Regions from separate parts of the Mus musculus genome. Here region 2 is linked to region 1. Evidence: chromatin contacts called from public Hi-C data. All regions are on one chromosome and are shown on one strand. Each heading gives the region's core, a stretch centred on a gene start, on an enhancer-like site or on the middle of the called end of the contact. The rest is flanking DNA. Distances are from core to core; before and after follow the strand shown. Region 1 has its middle 260 kb from the start of Pvt1. Region 2 has its middle 45 kb from the start of Gm41333.

Region 1 (6,798 bases), core at 2,724-5,223:
CTACCAATTGCTTGGTGTGGCAGGTGTATCCAAGTCTATGAATATGTTTATATTTCTTATATATGAAACGGATAATCATGTTATTCTCTTCAAGCAGAATTAAGGAAAAACAGGTAGATAATATCTCCAGATATGACAAACATTAGTCTCCATAAATTTCCCTTTACTTAGCTTTTATTGTTTTTGTTTTTGTTTTTGTCTGACTTGTTCCTGGTATGAACCCCTCAGGTCATACTTGGCTCTCCCAACCAGAGCCTGGTTTACGGGATTTTGACCTTTCACGTGACATAGCTATCATGGAAGACCAGAAATATCTCTCACACCTTTCTCAGAGGAGTGATTTTAAATGCATAAAATGAAACATGAGACTTCAAAGGATAAAAATTATAAAGCTTTTTTATTCAGATGCATACACACACATATAATGAAAGTGGGGGAACCAATTTAGCATATTATAGTAACATTACTATAGTATAGTAGCATATTAAAGTCCCAAACAGTGCACAGAAGACAGATTCTTGGTACCGGAATTCTGCACAGTGTGTACCTGAAGGCACATCCTCCTGTGTTTGGAGGCAGTGGAAGGAAGTGATTAGGAGAGCTGTGTAATGGTACTTCCTTGGATATGGTCCTGAAGTTGAATTTGCTCAATATGCAATGAAAGAAAAGAAAGTCAAGTGTATGGTTTGAGTCACTGACTGAAGGATGACAGCAATAGGCAGAGAGGTAGGACAAGAATGTCAGATTTGAGGAAAACAAAGTCACTCAAAGGTACAACAGGGCAGAGGCATGAGAAAAGACTGTCTCTGTAATTTGGAGTGTTGTGATGAAAGGACAAGAGTCAAAGAGAATGTAACTCCATCTCCTGTTAGAGTAGCAGTCCCAGGCTGTCAGTAGGCACTGATATCTTATATCACTATGTCAACTACTAAAGCTGTCCTCCCATATAGATCATGGGCTCCTGAGGACAGGGCCAAAACATCCTTGATTCCTTGTAAACCTGAGACCTAGTACAATATGCATAATTATAAATTAATTCTCTCTAAGGAGCAGCAGTGCTGGGCGCTGGAAAGTTTGGTCCACATATCAACTCATTTGGGGTCTGAAGAATGAGTCAGATGGAATTATGGAGAGCTCTTAATTAATCAAGTATCTGTCATGCAAGCATGGAAATCTCATTCATATCCTCAGAACCCACACATTAAAAAAAAAAAAGCATGGTGGCACATATTTATAATTCTAGCACAAAGAAGATGGAAATGGGGATTTCTAGCCAGCTAGCCTAGATCATCAATGAGGTCTAGTTTCACTGAAAGACATTAACTCAAACAATAAGGTGAGAAACAATGTAGCTAACTCAGTGGTAACCAAAACTTTCACAAGCATGCACATAAATGTGCACACACACACTTATATGCACACATGCACATGCTTGAATATACACATGCAATATACACACAGACATATACAAAGAAGGCCGATAAATACAAACATTCATATTGATAATTTAGATTGCTGCCTTGCCTTGTGTGTTCTGGGAGCTCTCAGAGGCCAAAACCAAGTTGAGCTTGATTTTGCACATCCAGCAAGTGGAAGTGTCACCTCAAACTGGGTACTGATTGATACAAGATTAAAGTCATGAATAATAAATGACAGAAATCCCTCCAAAGCTGGATGCCACTCTTCTCTACAGGGAAGGTCAGTGTGAACTGCAGGAGATTAGCACTGTCTGCTTCTTTTAAGTGTGGAGGACTTGAGTGGATGAGGGGGGACTGGAGGTGATGAAAGAAGCAAGACCTGAGGTCACTTCTGGGAAGAAAGGTGATAGACAGGGACCCATGGCTCTGTTTCATTTAAGAAAAGTCAAGTGCAGAAATAATTGTAGAATGTCAGTGCCTGCTAGAGCTGAGTGATAATGGCATAGGGGGACTCCGTATCTTCCATACTTCTTGCTGCGATCGAAGTCTTTAACATATGAGAGGAAGAAAAGCACATGGGAGGAAGGGTTGTGGACAGGTGCAGAGAGCTAAGGAGCTTGTTGAAGGTGTGGAGATAGAGGCTGTCCTACTCAGAGAAGCATAGTAGGGCAAGGGAGCAAGCTGGATACTGTCCTTGGTCCTGAAACCACCCCTTGGGCCCTGTTGCTTCTGTTTATCTATCCTAAGACATTGCACCCCTACCCAGTACCCAAGAGATAAGGGGTTTTGTTGGTATTCTCTAGTGATATCTGTAAGACAAATTTATTCAGGTTCCGTACCAAAAAGAAGGAAAGCCAACATCAGAAAATGGGTATTTCGAGCCCAATACTACCATATATTATTGATCAAATTCTCCCATATGCTAGGCACTGTGATGAGCAGATTTTACAAATTGTTATCATACTGTTGTAATTATCCTCATTTTATAGACAAAGAGAGACGCGCAGAATGAGCTCATAAATTGTAGAGTGGAGAGTAAAGCCAGCCTCATAAGCACATTGCCCAGAAATTTGCCCACCACTCAAATAAGACATATCCTAATAAGGCCTAAACTCACAGGGAATAAACCCCTCCTATGAAACTGCAGACATCCTCAGCTACAGAGGGAGACTATGAATTCAAAAACAGATGACTAACATAAGAACACCTTGTAAGATCCTCTACAGATGCGGGCAGTGCTTTCTACTCTATGTTATTTCATAGACATTGGGAGAACCCAAAACTTACTCTAGAAGCCAATTGCATAAACTATATTGGACTTCCATTTCTTAGGGAAGTAAGCCAAGGCAAAAGTGGGAGACAGAAAAAATAAAAAGAGTCCAAGATGGAGTGGAACAGGCATGATTCCTACCACTGTTCTGTTCCCTCCTAGTACCCATTCTGGTTTTTAGTTCTACCTTAGTTCCTTCATGATTACAATTTCACTACCTCTATGCACTCTATGAGGGTGAGTTCAGTGATGTTTTCATAGCTAGATCATCATAGCTTGGCCCTGTGTCAGTTACATAGAGGATGAGCAATAAACACCAGGTAGGAGGAATTTAATATTAAACAAAGTGAAAGGTGTTTATAAGTTCACATAGAGAAAGAGCTTGGAAATGGAGGAATGTTTATTTTTTTATTCTGAGCTTTGAAAATAGAGGCCATAGGGTCTCCTAGACCTATATTCCCCAGCTAAGAATTAATAATATTACACCCACAAAATACATCCAAGGAGATAAAGCCACTAACCCTCAGACTTGACAAATTGAGTTTGATCCTCAGGACCCACAGGGTGGAAGGAAAGAACCAACTTCTACAAGTTGTACTCTAATCTTCACAACTATGCCATGGCATATTGTACAGGTACACACACACACACACACACACACACACACACACACCATGCATGCACACACAAATAAGTGTAATTTAAAAATTATTTTTAAAGCAGTGATATCAATCTATGAAGATAAATGAGACGAGGTGTATAATAATGATGTCAACTGTCATTTATTGATTCCTGCGGCCTATGCCAGGCCTGTTGTGCATACTAACTCTAATTTTCTAAATGGTGCTAGAAACTTTCTATTATCCCCATTTGAAGATGAAATAGCGAAGGCTCAGCAAGTCCTTAATAACTGCCACTTAAATCCAGCTCATCCATAAGGAGGTGGCACTGTAAAGGCTGGATGGCAAGGATGCAAGGCAGAAGGTTACCCTAATCTGAGTTCGCCAGGGTCCAGGCAGCTACGCCTATAGCAGGCTACAGAGTCAGAGTTTGAAGTGAGAAAAATCGAATGGGCTGACACACTTTACCAAAGACTCAAGTTCCAAGTAGGGTAGAAAGCCATCTGGCACCCCTGCTGCTCACAGCACAGCCACCTGGGTGCCCTTCTTTCTTCCTTTCCTCTCCTCCCTGCACCTAAAACAAACCTGTCCTGCAGGGAGCGAGAGCCAGAGCAAAGAAGCTGGGCTCCTCCCCCTTGCTTTGGGAGCAGAAGAGAAGACAGGAGGAAATTGTGCCAAAGGTCATGGTGTTCTGGTCAGCGTGTTCCAGCTTTGAAACTCTGAGAGCTGCCAGGGTCCAGGCAAGAAAAAAAAAAATGCTGCAGGCTGATCCACCTGCCAGCTCCGAAAAGCTCCAGCTGGGCTGCAGCCTCCATGGCAACTGCACCCAGCAAGCAAGGTTAAGATCCCCAGAGATTTCATTCCAGCCCCAGCAGCAGCACGGGAACCTGTGACTGCAGGAATGGCTAAGCTAGAAAGTACACAGGTCTTCAGAGTTGTGCCTGCAGACATTGCTGTCTTTGTCTCCCAAACCCTGCCTTATATATATCCTCGTTCCCAAAGTCCCCCAAAGGATAATAATCGTTTCTTCACTCCTGGGCTTTCTTTTTCCCATACTTTGCTTAGTGCTGAATCCTCCCATCTAATGTTGATATTCACTTTCTGAGAACCTGACACAGGGCCAAACTGTGACTGATTGTGGAACCACTATTCTCCTTGTAAAGTACACAGCTCGAGAGAGAAACTAGGCACTGAGTAGGCAAACTAAGATAGAACTAAAAATAGATTAGGTTCTTTGAGGACTCTATAGAAGAGGAAAGCAAACAGGAGTCCTATCAAGGTTTCTTTGGGTAGAAAACTCTGAGGTGAAGGACTGAAGAGTCAGCAGGAAGCTGCCATGTGGGGCCAGTAGTTGGGGGTAAGGGTTGTTAGCAAAGATGGAGAGATGGAGAACAAAGGTCCTGGGACAGGAAAAAAAAGAGGAGAAAATGTAAGGATCTGAAGCAGTGAAGAAGTATGATGCATGAGCAGGTGTTACCAACACAACCGGAGGGCGTTGAAAATACTCCTGATGTCTGGATGTCCCAGTTTCCCATCAAAAGATTATGAAAAGTTCTGAAGAGGTCTCTCAGTTGAAGGGATGCAGTAGCAACCTGAACCAGAAGAAGAAGAAGAAGAAGAAGAAGAAGAAGAAGAAGAAGAAGAAGAAGAAGAAGAAGAGGAGGAGGAGGAGGAGGAGGAGGAGGAGGAGGAGGAGGAGGAGGAGGAGGAGGAGGAGGAGGAGGAGGAGGAGGAGGAGGAGTAATAGTATGAAAATCAGTATGGGTATATCCTCTGCATGAAGCTAGTCCTGCACAAAATGTTGTCAGTGGTGGTCCTGACCCCACCTCCACCCCTAAAAAAAAAATGCTTAATGTGACTGATGTTTTCATTATCACTACAGCATCACCTTTCTGGCTCTAACTTCATCTTCTGTTGGTTTTCCCCAAAAAAATGGCAGACAAAATGGGATTGACGTACACAGCCCTAAGAACCCTAAAGGATGTCTTATAGAAGAATCCACACTGAAGACCTAGGGTGACACAGACTCAAATCTACCTCATGACTTAGGCTTAGGTTTGCAGGTGACCAGCCTTGCTAGGACTCATTTTTCTGTTCTGCAGAGTGAGGGTGATGATCCCTATATCTTAGTGCAGTGGCCAAATCTTAACACGACTCAGGAAAAGTCCCTGCACACAGCATGCATGAAAGGAAAGAGCAAGGCTCTTTCCATGAAAAAAGACTGGACCCTAAGCTTCAGATAGTCTCACCACACCTCCCCAGACTCCTTATGTGTCCCAAGACACATCTGGTAGACCAGATTTGGGCCATTAATGCATAATAATTCAGCAAGCTTCCAAGATCTAACAGATGTTGAATCTAGGCCCAACTCCCATCACTGGCCACCCTGGACAAATGATTCCTCTGGTGTTCCATAGGCAGTCTACATGACAGAAATATCACATTAGCTAGCCTTATGCCAATGAAAATCACATAGCTCCTGCATCGTGTTGCCTTGAGGCATGGACTGACAGGACTCCATGGCTTATCACAGAATAATGCTCAGAGTAATCCTGTGCCTCGGTTATCTATCTGCAAAATGGGAATAACCATGATCTCTGTTTCCTTGCATAGTTTTGTTGAACAAATGTCAATGGCCACTTCATGCTTGGTGTGGTGCCAGGCACATGCTTATACTGTAATGAATGTAAGCTGCCGTTCATATAATAATCTCTAGCTACAACATTGGTGATGTTTGTAGGAGCACCTCACTACTCTCTGTCTTCTCTACACCTGCATGAAGCACCCCAACAGTGTCCAAGGGCACCTGTTAACTCCATATACCCTTTCAATGTTTAATGATGGCATCTCACCCCACTCAGAGAATAGTTCACTCATGGACTCAGACAATTTCTTTTAGTGAAAAAAGCATCTGGCTCTGTAGTTTTGGAAAACCAAACCCAAGTGCTACAACATACACTCCTTCAAAATAAGACAGGCCCCAGACAAGGCCATGGCCCTGGCTTCTGGGAACTGGGAGGAAGATGGAATTTCTGGTGAATCATAACTGCATGCCTTACCCTACGTTGTCAGTCAAGGTCTATCCTCCTCTGGTCAAGCCCTGAAGGTCACATGTTCCTCTCTTTGAAGCCAAGAGATTGTCTTACTTCCCATAACACTACTACGGCAGCCTTCATCACTACCCCAAGTATTTTAATTCCTGTAACAAGGAGCCACATTCCACAAACTCTCAGAGAACATTACCCGGGCCCTAAGTCAGCCACCACTGTGCCCTACTCAGATAAGCCTTTCACCCCTCCAAGACAGAGGCTTCTCTTTGGTCTATCCTTTTATTCAACAGCCATTTCTCAAGTAGTGTGCCAGACATAGGACACACACATCAAGGAAGATACCACCTGTTTTCTGTGCCAAAGCAGACTACAAATAGAACACACCATTACAATCTATCAAAGGCAGAGACAAAGGGGTCAGGGAACAGTGTTGTAGAAAC
Region 2 (6,798 bases), core at 2,191-4,690, 420 kb before region 1:
GAGCTCGAGTTAGTAAACAAGATATCTTCTTATTTTATAAATATCACAGAGAAGATGAAGTCACCCAGCAGTGTTCAACAGGACCTACTCTAGGTAGCACTCTAGGGACAGAGCTGAAGGAGATGACACAGGAACAGAGGACATGGTCAACAGAAGACTGAAAAATCTGGGAAGAGAGGTTGTGACTTGAGAGAAGCTATCAGGGGAGACAGAAGAGACTGCATCTCTGCAAAATCTCAGTATCCCAAACAGGGACTCTCGTTGCTCAAGACACACGGTGGAATTTCATAAATTCATTCTTTTTAATAGCAAATGGATGGACCTGGAGAGTATCATCCTGAGTGAGGTAACCCAATCACAAAAGAACTCACATGATATGTACTCACTGATAAGTGGATATTAGCCCAGAAACTTAGAATACTCAAGATACAAGATACAATTTGCAAAACTCATGAAACTAAAGAAGAACGAATACCAAAGTGTGGACACTTTGCCTCTTCTTAGAATTGGGAAGAAAACACCCATGGAAGGACTTACAGAGACAAGTTTGGAGCTCAGACGAAAGGATGGACCATCCAGTGACTGCCACATCTGGGGATCCATCCCATAATCATCCTCCAAATGCTGACACCATTGCATACACCAGCAAGATTTTGCTGAAAGGACCCTGATATAGCTGTCTCTTGTGAGGCTACGCTGGGGCCTGGCAAACACAGAAGTGGATGCTCACAGTTGGCTATTGGATGGAACACAGGGCCCCCAATGGAAGAGCTAGAGAAAGTACCCAAGGAGCTAAAGGGATCTGCAACCCTATAGGTGGAACAACAATATAAACTAACCAGACCCCCGGAGCTTGAGTCTCTAGCTGCATATGAATCAGAAGATGGCCTAGTTGGCCATCATTGGGAAGAGAGGCCCCTTGGTCTTGCAAACTTTATATGCCTCAGTACAGGGGAATGCCAGGGCCAAGAAGTGGGAGTGGGTGGATAGAGGAGTTGTGGGGGGAGGGTATGGGGGACTTTTAGAATAGCATTTGAAATGTAAATGAAGAAAATACCTAATTAAAAAAAAGACACACAGTGGAAACACTTTTGGAGGCACACAAGCATTCACACACACACCCATGGCATATATCTTCATATTTTCATGGACAGAACAGTAGCAAGATTGCCTTGAACCCAGAAATAACCACATTGAGAATTAATAACCCAAATGTGAGACAAGGAGCTTTGGGATTTCTCAAGTAGTATAGCCTGGTTGGCTTCCAACCAGTGACTCAACATCATATTGCTACTTCTTTTTCTTTTGAAGAGAAACAAAATTATTTTGCCCTATGTATTGTCAAATCCCTGACATGCAATTACCATGTATGACATGGTGTTTTAAAATATGCATAGCTAAATTGACCTAGTTAATACATATACTACCTTGAAAAGTTATATTTTATTGAGAACTTTGGTGTTTGTTATTTTGTTTTTGTTATGTTTTGTTTTGTATTTGAGGCATATTTCACATATCTCAAACTCTCACTGTAGACCAGGCTGGTATCAAACTCAATGATCTGCCTGCCTCTGCCTCCCAAGTGCTGGGATTAAAGGATTGTGCCATGACTGTTCATCTGAGGGGATTCTTAAAATCTATTCAGTTAGCATTCCTCTTTAAGAATAGGGTACATTATTATTACCAAGTGTAAGCATGCTTTTCAATAAATCTATGGAAGTAATTTCTCTTATGCTATTGAAAGTTGATATCTTGACCAACACCTCTCAACTGATGACCAATGGCAACCATGATCTGGCTATCTAAGAATTTGACTATTTCAAATTTCATGTGTGAATAATATCACGTGGCATTTCTTTTTGTTGTTCTATGTATTTCACTTAACACCCCACCCCTACTTCCTTCTGTACTGTCACAGATTGTAGGCTTTGCTACTTTCCTTGAGCCGAGTAATAGTTTTTGGCTATATGTACCACATTTTCTTTAACCATGCACACATCAGTGGCCCCATGGTTTGTTTTTATTTTCCAGTTACTGTGCCTCAGTCTACAGTGTCTGTGGAGGTGTAGGTGGTATTTGATATGCCGGTCAATGCCTTTGCAGTGAGACTCAATCCCATGGTATGATTGCTAGAATGCAGTGTAGATCTGTTGTCACTTGATTGAAAATCCGGCAACTGCTTCTACATTATCTGTCAGAAGTTGGCTTACCGTATGTTCCTAGAGAAAGCTTTCTAGTGGCCTGATTGGAACTTATGTGGGGGCACCGCATCTTGCAATGAGAATCTGACTCTTGCTTCTGTCCTTGCCACATGTATCTCCTCTAGCACGCCCTCTAAATGGTCCGAGCCTCACTCTCCTCATCTACAATGTACCTGTCTTAAGTTGATGAATAGAACTTCTAAAGCCTACAAAACTGACCAACATATATTACAAAACATATATTCAATTGACATTTACCCTTCCTGAGTGCTCTAATGCCTGTAACGGATTCTCTGATCCACTGAATCCACAGGATCTGGTACTGTCTTCCCCTACAGAGAAGGACGTACTGCAGAGAGACTCAACACAAGTCCTGACTATTTCACAGCCAGTACAAACTAACCCTAAGAGTAATGTCTTCAGACTAGCTTTCAAATGCTTTACAATGTATCACCCAGTCTTGACTCCTTCTGGTCTACAGGTATTTACTGTGTTATTTCTGTGATCACCTAGTCCCTGTGATGAAAGTAGTGATCCAGGTCCAGCTCCTGATTCCATTCCTTCATCTTCCCTTAGCAACAGTGAAGACAGTTACTTCAGTTTCTACAATAGAAGTTACTATAGAGCCTGACAAAGAGTACAAAGTACGTACTCACTGTAGTGTTGATGAATGGATCATTCTAATACAATATAGTTCAGGACTACTGTTGCTAGAATTATGGATGTTGGGCAAACAGACTGTATTCTTCAGGACACAGGTGTTGTCCAAAGCACGCACTTTAAAGTCACACATGCCAGTTTTAAATCCCAGTTCTGTATGATTCAGGCAGCTCTCTTAATCTTTCTGAACTTCAGTGTCTTTATTTCGAAAACACAGTCAACAATACTAGCCTTGAGGTGTTATTTTGAGGATTGAAAGTGCATGGCTTAGAAACTGGCACACAGGAGGTACCCAATCAATGGTGGCGATTATGTGGGGCTTCAGTGAGAGGGAGAGCATCCATCTAAACTGTGCAAGTATGGTAGGCATGTGGCTAGGGCATCTCCCCAGCCAGAATTATGGCTGGAATAGCCTGCTGGGTCCAGACACTCTGAACACAGAGTTCTTTCTCAGACTGGAGATCTTTGCTGGCCTTTCTTTCTCCATGGAACTTGGGAGGAAGAACAGGTCCTGGCCTTGCAAACTGCTATGTTTCTGTGGCTGAGTCATGTTGACCAGCTCCCAGAACAACTTGTGCCTGTGTTGTTAAAGCACAGAGGTCCTCAGGCGCCATGAAAGCCAGGCCTGCCTTTTTATCCGCCTGCCTACAAAGGCCAGGATCCCACACGTGGGACAGAATGTAAACACACTCCCCAAACCTCTATTTGCTCTCAAATTGGCCAATGTTTCCTGTCCACCCCTCAAACAGACTCCCACCTTCTATTCAGCTTCAAAGACTAAAAATGCAAATGAGAGAAGTCTTCAGGGGTGACTGGGACAGAGAAATTTTGAGCTATTTCCTGCGATTTTCAAGATTATTTCTTATAATTTTAGCAAAACATAAATAATATATATATACATACATATATATTTGCTTGGAAAAGCAGGGAAACATTAACATTGTATTAGTAATCGTATAAAATAGGACAGGAACCTAAAAATCACGTAAATAAACAATGGAAGGAGGCTTGTCATGTCAACAGGAAAGTGAATAGGGAAACTCATGACACAGGCATGTGTTGAAATATTCACAACTCCCAAGCCTGTTAGTTTTAATGACATGAGAAAGCTGGTTAACAGCTGGGAGTAGTGGCACACACCTTTGATCCCAGCACTCAGGAGGTAGAGGCAGATTGATCTCTGAGAGTCCCAGGCCAGCCTGATCTAGGAAGTGAATTGCAGCGCAATCAGAACCACATAGTGAGACTCTCTCATGAAAAATAAATACAAATAAATACATGAATTAATAATAAAAATAACAAACTGTTTATAACACATGAAAAAGTTTATGAAATTGAGCTTAGTGCAATTTTAATTATTAAGTACATGTGAAATATACTGCAAGATCATAGAGTTCTCTAGGGATTTTCATGTGTGTGTATGTGTGTACATATGTGTATATATATATATATATATATATATATATATATGCAAACATGCTTGTACAATAAATGATAAAGCTTGCTCATGTTAGAGCATGCTTTAAAATACAATAGCGTCACATTCAGGCTTTTTTTTTTTAAAGGAAGCTCTAAAACATGCAAACTTAATAAGAACCTGGATAATAAAGATTTTTCCTTCCTAAGTCTCCCAGATATAGGCATCATGTAGTCAACTAAACCAGAAGGAAGGTGAGTCAAGAGAGATGCATTAGCTGCAAAATTGGGGAAGGATATCATATAAAAAAAATTATAAAACTATTCCAGATTCTTAGTTATCCCACTAGCTCTGTCCCTAAACACTGTTGATCGTGACTAGCCTATCATTGCCCTCTGCTCCCCAGTCCATGCACTTGTAAGAAGGGGTTAATCACTCCTCCACCCATCTGTTGACTTATTCAAACACTTTCTCGGGGATCAGAGAAAAAGCACTGGCTGAAACAGATACTTGTCATGCCTTCTGGGTACTTGTGCTCTTTTATATTAAAAAAAAAAATCAAACACATAGGCTAGTGTTAGGAACATGAGGAACAATGGACAAGGTCAGAAGGTAGCATGAGCGTCAAGGTCCTTAGAGATGGCATCAGTAGGTAGGTCATTAGGTGAGAAAGAAAGTCCTACTGGTAGTCAATACTGGGCAGTGTCCCAGGGGAGGCAAGCCAGGAAGCACCAAAGTGCTGTAGCACGGGGTGGGGTGGGGGTGGGGGGTGGGGTGGGGGGTGGGGTGGGGGTGGGGGGGACATGGTTGCGCCAGCGGTGATGAAGCATAAACTTAGTGTTTTTCTCCTAAACTTTAACCAAGGTCCACCCCGCAGTCAGTCAGCAGGCTCAAAATGCTTTCAGAGCCCTTGAGAGCTAAAGTCCAAGGCCTCTGCCCAGGGAGTGAATTGATGGAATTTAAAGGCAGTGTCGCCTTGGAGCTTTGAAGGTCCGCTGAACAACTATTAGCTGATCCACTTGACAAACAGTGACGCAGTCACTATGTATGTTTGTGCCCAAGCAGGTGACGATTTTCTCTCCACTGACTCCAGTCAAGGACTTTCTGCTTCCAGATTGCAGGTTCCAGGTGACATTGGGCACACGGGATCAGGAGGGGAGTGGAACAGGTCATGCCCCAGGAAGGCAGCATGAAGCTGGACTCACCTGATGTTTTGAACAGCCCACTTAGCTTCAGTGTGGCAGGAACATATTCTTTTGAAGCCTAAAGAAAGTATGCTGATTCATCAGTTTCCAAACCCATGGGAAAAGAACCCATTGTTAAGCTTCTAATATATTTTCCCTAACCCCTACAAGGATAGCTATAGTTCAGGGAGATAAACTGGGATGAAGGTAAGGCAAAGCGAAGCAATTACTGCCATCCATAATTATAACCCATATCGTTTATTGTGTGCTAATAGCTGCATTTCCAAGCAGATGTTATTAATTAGTGAAATAACAAGGCAATTTGCATTCATCTCATTTCAGAGAAGAAATAAAACTACCTCCTCTAACCAAACATAGGTAATTCAGTTTTGTTGTTTTTCTTATAATACATGGGGAAACTGAGGCACAGAGACACTGGATTCTTTAAAAGCATCTTTACTTAAAGCTTCCTAGAAGGAAGATTATTATCATGGGTAGCAGTGTATATAGATAAAGTGGCAAGGTGCTGGCCCAGAAATCATGATAACGTGGAGACAGGGAGATTGGTTAGCCCAATCTGCCAATATCCACAGCAGTCATCATTCTGGGCCTCTGATCTAATCTCTCTGAGTTGTTTTCTTATCCAAAGCATAGGAACCATCAATCCCTGACCAATGTGATTGTTTTATAGAACAAATGCGGAACATACGTACCTTCACAGCAGATATAGTTTGTGAGATAAATGGACTCTGCTCAGAGTTTAGGAGGAGAAGTAGCATTTCAGAGGGGGATAGAAAGGCTGCACGTTAATCGACCTTATGGCTAGATAGTTCGAAGAATGTATCTGGGGCCACAGAAGCAGAAGGAAATTGAAATTATCTGAGAGAAAATATCACAAGACCAGCTGGAATTCTAGCATGAAGCATGAGTAAGGGACCCAGCAGAATCATTGTCCCTTAAAAGTATATAGGCAGAAGGAACTAGGGCAGAAGGAAGTGCATGTGGATTCAAACATTGTATGACTTGATTCTAGAGCTAATGTGATTGGTAAAACATTCAAAGGCCTGCTTTTCCTTATGAACATCTTAAGAAACAGAAGTCTTCGTATCTATAAAAAAAGCAACTGGCAACATCTATTAAAATTATATTTGCCATAACATATTTATTAATATATATTAGTACAATTATAAAATAGTATATACATATATATAATATATTTATGTGTGTATACACACACATATATATATGTAAAATATGAATGTAAGACAAACATAAACAGCCCTGGTGACCAAGAGTTTGGTTACATATTCCCTTTGTTGTTTGTTGTTGTTGTTTG

The links. A called contact is a pair of places that touch in the nucleus more often than the background predicts.
Region 2: a Hi-C map of uterus shows a contact between it and region 1, with 8 times the contacts expected there. The contact joins two enhancer-like sites. A contact is called at or near these places in 3 of 484 Hi-C or Micro-C datasets (CD4 T cells, liver and uterus).

Annotation. Positions count from the first base shown.
Region 1 is chr15:62,292,651-62,299,448 of GRCm38.p6, reverse strand. No RefSeq gene overlaps it. Among named protein-coding and RNA genes, the nearest start is that of Pvt1, 260 kb to the right of the region's middle. Within about 2 kb of position 3,973, at least 64 of the 459 cell types and tissues checked have an H3K27ac peak or open chromatin away from gene starts, as enhancers often do. A contact at or near this core is called in uterus, where this site is marked.
Region 2 is chr15:62,711,128-62,717,925 of GRCm38.p6, reverse strand. No RefSeq gene overlaps it. Among named protein-coding and RNA genes, the nearest start is that of Gm41333, 45 kb to the right of the region's middle. Within about 2 kb of position 3,440, at least 8 of the 459 cell types and tissues checked have an H3K27ac peak or open chromatin away from gene starts, as enhancers often do. A contact at or near this core is called in uterus, where this site is marked.